Regions from separate parts of the Triticum aestivum genome. Here region 2 is linked to region 1. The links are chromatin contacts, called in public Hi-C maps. All regions are on one chromosome and are shown on one strand. The core of a region is the stretch at or near the end of the contact, and the rest is flanking DNA. Distances in the headings are between cores, read along the strand shown. Region 1 holds the start of LOC123093311 (glycerol-3-phosphate dehydrogenase [NAD(+)], chloroplastic). Region 2 holds the start of LOC123093315 (probable serine/threonine-protein kinase PBL3).

The links. A called contact is a pair of places that touch in the nucleus more often than the background predicts.
Region 2: a Hi-C map of leaf shows a contact between it and region 1, with 2.9 times the contacts expected there. The contact joins the promoter of LOC123093315 here to the promoter of LOC123093311 in region 1. A contact is called at or near these places in 3 of 5 Hi-C or Micro-C datasets (all in leaf).

The regions. Positions count from the first base shown.
Region 1 is chr4B:569,243,504-569,246,355 of IWGSC CS RefSeq v2.1, forward strand. It overlaps LOC123093311 (glycerol-3-phosphate dehydrogenase [NAD(+)], chloroplastic), which reads right to left and starts at 1,515. Exons shown (of 9, transcript XM_044515239.1): 1 at 1,139-1,515; 2 at 912-1,052; 3 at 616-721; 4 at 335-536; 5 at 72-159. The coding sequence starts at 1,503. LOC123093312 (a long non-coding RNA gene) reads left to right here and starts at 2,434. Exons shown (of 2, transcript XR_006445239.1): 1 at 2,434-2,852.
Region 2 is chr4B:569,834,486-569,837,334 of IWGSC CS RefSeq v2.1, forward strand. It overlaps LOC123093315 (probable serine/threonine-protein kinase PBL3), which reads right to left and starts at 1,295. Exons shown (of 6, transcript XM_044515241.1): 1 at 586-1,295. The coding sequence starts at 646.

The DNA.
Region 1 (2,852 bases), core at 265-2,764:
CATGCATGCTTTTGTACACGTTTTGTGGCTGAAGATTAAGCGTCTAAAGGTGAAGTATTAGTTATAACTACCTTGATGTGCTTATCCTCAAATTTGAAGATGCTAAGAGCTGTTGAACAGCACTTGCCAGCTTTCTGTCTTTGGATGCCACCACCATAGCTGCAATATTAAGTTGGATAACTGTATAGCTGTATTTACAAACAGATTCCAGAAAGTGCTTGGAAAGCCAAAAATTCTTCAACATAGCAACATGAACCAGACAACTTAGTGTCACAGGAAAGCACAAGAGAATATGACATAAAACTTAACAATAGGAGAAATGATCTTAACTAACCTGTTGGTAGTTTCTCCATCAGTTCTACTGCAAAAGAAGGTCCTGACAGAACAATAAATGGTTGGCGAGGATTTCCCAGTGCAAGAGGAATGATTTGAGACATTGTCCGAAGGGTGTTAAGTTCCAGCCCTTTGCTAAGTGATATGAATGGCAACTTTGGATCAACATATGTTGAAATACTCTCAAGAAAGGATGAACTGAACTGCCAGGAAAAATATCAGACTCCAAAAAAGAAGAAACCCTCCTGGAAACCACAGTGCTTCATAAAGAACTGTTAATACCTGAACAGGGACAGCGTGGAAGCAGAAATTAGCTCCTGCTAAAGCTTCACTAGCACTAGTTGTTGCAACAATATTTTCTGGCAAGCTGTATTCTGACAAGTATTTGCTGCAGTGGAGTGAAAGCAGCATGTTACATACAAAGTTTGGATGGCTGTGTGCATCAATCAATCGAATGGTTTGCAATATTCTCCTTACGAAACTAGCCTCATCATAACAATCATCGAGAAAACACGACTAAAACAGACCCTCTTGGTGAGTTAGTGTTAGGCAGATAGTAAGGAAAGCAACGAGGTTACCCACGAGTTGACATGGCGGTCGTTGATGGAGCGGCAGACGAGGTCATCCCGGAGCAGCATGGCCACCTCAAGGTCGGGCTTCTTGGCTGCCACCTGCGCCGCCATCGCCGTTCCGAACGAGCCCCCTCCGAGGACCACCACCTGCAGTTTCCTCCGACGATCAGATCCCATCCCACAAATAAGTTTGCGGCGCCATGGGTTGAAGCAAACAAGAGTCTTTCCGTCACCTTGCGCGTGGTCTCGAGGACGTCGCTGCGGTTGCGGCTGCGCCAGGAGCGAGACCACCGGACGAGCTTCTCCCACGCGATCCGCACCACGCGGCGGCGGTCCTTCCGGCCGCCGCGTGGGGCCTCTCCCTCGTCCGTCTCGGCATCTGGCGGCGGCGCGTCGGAGGCGGCGGCGCAGATGGGTAAGCCACGGTGGCGAGCGGTGGGGGTGCGAGGGCGAAAGATTGGGGCGGGGGGAAGGAAGGCGGCGGTGGCCATGAGAGCGAGCAGCAAAGGGGGAAAATGGAAGAATGGGAGGTACAGCATTTTGCTATCTTATCCGTTCCCGCCCCTTTCTCGGTTTCTCGTTTGTCGCTCTGCTTCATCTCAAAACGCCCGCACGCATGCATCTCGACCAGCTTTTGCGTATTTAAATACTCCCTCCAAATACTTGTCTTTTTTTTAGCATCAGTACAGACACAAGCGTTCATATACATGCGCATACACTCACCCCTATGAACGCACGCACGCACACCCTACCCCTATGAGCACCTTCGAGAGATTGAGCCGGCATATCATCTTGAAATTTACGAAGTCACCGTAGGCGCCTCGTCGTCGACAGGAACGTCTCCTCCCACTGAAAGCGCATCGCCGGAAATCCTGAAATAAATTTAAAAATAATGCGAGCACTAGGATTTGAACCCTGGTGGGTTGAAGATACCACTGTCCACCCAACTCAACCACAGGTTACTTGTCCTGAAAATAGATATAAATGAATGTATTTGGAACTAAAGTACATCTAGATACATCCATTCTTGGGACAGGTATTTCCGGACGGAGGGAGTATATTAAACCAACTCCAGTCCTTTTACCAATTAACATCTTAGAATATTTCACAAAACCATTATCGCCTAGCTTTCGATTTTTTGGAAATATATTGGCAGATGAGTTAGTTGTTGTTATACTTATTTCGTTAGTCTCCTTAGTAATCCCTATACTGGTCATGTTTCTTGGATTATTTACAATCAATATTCAAGCTCTTATTTTTGCAACACTAGTAAGCGTGCACGTGCAACGCACATCTCTCAAATATAACACTTGCCTTTTGAAATCTATTTATTTTTTATTGAGTTGATTTTTATTTAGTTTCTTTCCACCTAAATAAGGTATCATGGGCCTAACTGCTAAAAAAATGGCATGTTTCTTGCAGAAAAAATTGATAGCAAAAGCGTGGAAATTGAGTTGGGCTGCATGTTTGTGGTAGAATCGGTACAATTGATGGATGACTATTTGGATCTGGATGTGGCAGTAATTATGAAGTGTAAGCAATTTGCGATGGACTTCACCAAAATATGCTTTAAGCATTGCTTCCGCGAAGCAAACCAAGTTGCTGATTCTCTAGCCATTTTTTTAGTAGCCGATCTTCTAATTGTTGGAAGATTCGATCCCAGACTTTGCTTCTCGTCTCCTTATAAATGATATGACCATTATATGAGAAATATAGTCTATTACCCATCAAAGAAATGTACGATTCACACAAGCTATCATTTTTTAAATCGACAAAGCATGAAACTATATTATTATTATTAGTTTCCAAAAAAAATACAATTCAATCCCAATTTGAAGCAACAATTAAAAAACAAAATATTAAGAAACACTATACCTATTTGTTCTCTGATAAAGGTCCATCTATTTATGCGTTGGCATAGCTATTGTTTGTTGCTTCACTGTTAGT
Region 2 (2,849 bases), core at 45-2,544, 590 kb after region 1:
CCTGATGAGTTGCGACGGCTAGGTATAGATGGAGGCGTGGATCGATGTAGATAGTTATGGGCCGATCACTATCCTTATACTTGTACATGTATACGACGTGTGTACGCGGGATCTTCTTCTTTTTCATTAGCACTAATCATCTCTCACAATCTAGTCCCTAGACATTTTTTGTCAAGAAGAAATCAACTTTGTAGTTTTAATCAAACTCCGACGAACTTAATAATAAATAGTCAATTTCCTCCAAAAATAGAGGCGAAGGTGCACCAGAGGAACGAAGTAGGTAAAAACTAGTGACTGAAATAGAAGTGTAAGATGCATAACATGGTATCCATATTTGCCCCAGATATGGTACGCCTCTCAATTCAACACAAAGCAAATCAAAGAACTGCAAATAATCAAAACAGCCAAAGCAATCGAACAAAAAAGATGCAGGTAAGTAGAAACTGACAAATACATACTACTCCCTCTGTAAAGAAATATAAGAGCGTTTATAGATCACTAAAGTTGTGATCTAAACGCTCTTATATCTCTTTACAGAGTGAGTTCAAAACATAATTAGGGGCAAGTAGTAAGAGAGGCACTCACAGGCGGCACTAGTGTTCATGCTGTGATCCACCCGGGCCGTGGACTTCATGCAGTTCCCCATCTCTTCCTCTACCTCCCAGCTGACAGGATGAATGAGCTTCCTTTCCCGAAGATCCACAGGCGAACTCTGCTCCTCTTTCCCCCGTCCCGGGTCAAGTCAGCAAAGCCAGAGAGAGCTGGCCAGCGGCAACGGGAGGGATCAGGAGGAGCAGCCGCCGAAGACAACTGAGCTGAGCAGCCAACCCTAGAGTCCCAGCCGGTTTCTGGCGAGGCTTTTGGATCCAGCTGATCTCCGCCGCCACTTGAAGGAGGGGGTGAGACTGGAGAAAAATCCGCGAGGCCGTTGGCCGGCAGCCGCAACGCTAGGAGAGAAACGAGCGAGAAGCTTCAAAAAGTCAAGCAAATCCCCTCCGCCTCCTCCTCCTCCTCCGGGCTGACCGAATGGGGGAGAGTCAGTCGGGTCAACTGGAGGCGAGGCCGGCCAGCCAAGCCGCCGCGCCGTCACCAAGAACCGCACGGGGGGCAGGGGAGGGAGGCGGACGCGGTCGCTCGGGAGGGAGATGCTCTCTCGCTCGAGCTGGGGCTGAGAGGGAGTGGGAGGGGAGGGAGGAGGAGCAACGGAAGTAGCAGCAGGTTGCTGCCGGCAGCCACCGACCGGCTGGGCTCAGGTGGGAACGGAGCTGCGAATGAGAGCGGCGGGTGGTGGGATCTTCCGCCCCTGTCTCTCTCTTCTACACGTTGGTGGCGGCAACTTTGCGTGCAGGACCTCGATATGTTTGAGTGTTCCATCTTTAGCCCCTGTGCAGAGAAGACCCGTCTGGATGTACGCTTGGATGGTGGTGGAAGTGAACTCTGAGATTGTACAGGGGGCTTTAAGCAAAAACAGAATGGTAGACCAGTCAATATGCTTTGCCATGAATTCGTTGTTGATTGCTACTTCTTCCTTAAAGCCAAAAGTATGCGATTCCAGTTGCTACACATAATTGGAAGAACCCAAGCATTAATAATTATTCTATTTATATGCAATTCCTATTGTACTCCATTTAGCCCATTAAAGCCAAAAGTATTGAATCTTTTTTCTTTATAAAACTGTTTTTTTTCAATGATAATTGTTTCAGCCCCACCGAATAAATGAAATTAGGATATTCAAATCAAATAGCAAAACCATTATTTCTATCGCTTACACCTAATCCCGAGTCGCACACGGGCCACTCAAAAGAAACCCTAGTCACGTGGCCGGTGGATCATATACCGCATCGATCTCCATTGGTTTTCCGCCTCACATATCGATTTTAATGCGATGCGCTTATTTTTTTTAATTTTTTTGCAATGTAGTCATTTGTATCATCTTTATAGTGTCAGTTCTTTTTTCTAAGTGCTCTTGCTAGTGTAATTCTTTTGCATTACCAAACTCCTAGAAGTGACTTCCCCAACGTGTACCATTTAAGCATAATCATGCACCTAGTCATTCTTTCTCTGCGCCGCCTTACCTATTTTCTTAGCTGTCGTATCTCCTCTGCTGATTGATCGCCGCCCTTCTCCTCCTCAGTTGGCTCTGTCAGTGGGAGAACGAGGGGATGCCCATATCTACCTGTGTGAGTCTTAGTTTTTCCTGTCTTGGGCTTGTGGTAAGTCTATGTCGCCCTTCGCTTCAGCCTTCCGGTGGTGGTGACTTATAGAAATATGCTCTAGAGGCAATAATAAAGTTGTTATTTTTTTTCATGTTCGCGATCAAGTTTATTTTCTATGCTAGAATTACATTGGTTCCTGAATATGGGATTTGTAGGAAAACTCAATTGCATATGTGAAATAATAAAGTCCAAACATATCCCTAGTCAGGCCTCTGGACTAGCTCATGTAGTGTTGATGGTCTTAATTTCCTGAGCATGAACATTGTTAATGTAACAAGGATGCCGATAATAATGAGAGCACATTGTTATAATAACAATGTTGTTGGATATGCCCACTTATGAAATACTGCGAGATCTTGACGTTTACTTGCGTCCTTATATCATAGACCCAGATACCGGATGGTTGATTCGGGGTCATAATATGTTATTACGTAACTTGGTAATTGTAAAGGTGATATGTCAAGACTGGAATTTGCCCCTCTGGTGATGGAGAGATAAACTCTGGGTCCACTGGGTATTACAATGTCCAACATCGCCTAACCAGGTATTGTGAGTAAAGAGTTAGCCACGGGATACCAGACTACGGAAACGAGGAAAGAGTACAAATCGGAAACAAGGATAACTAGGTATAGT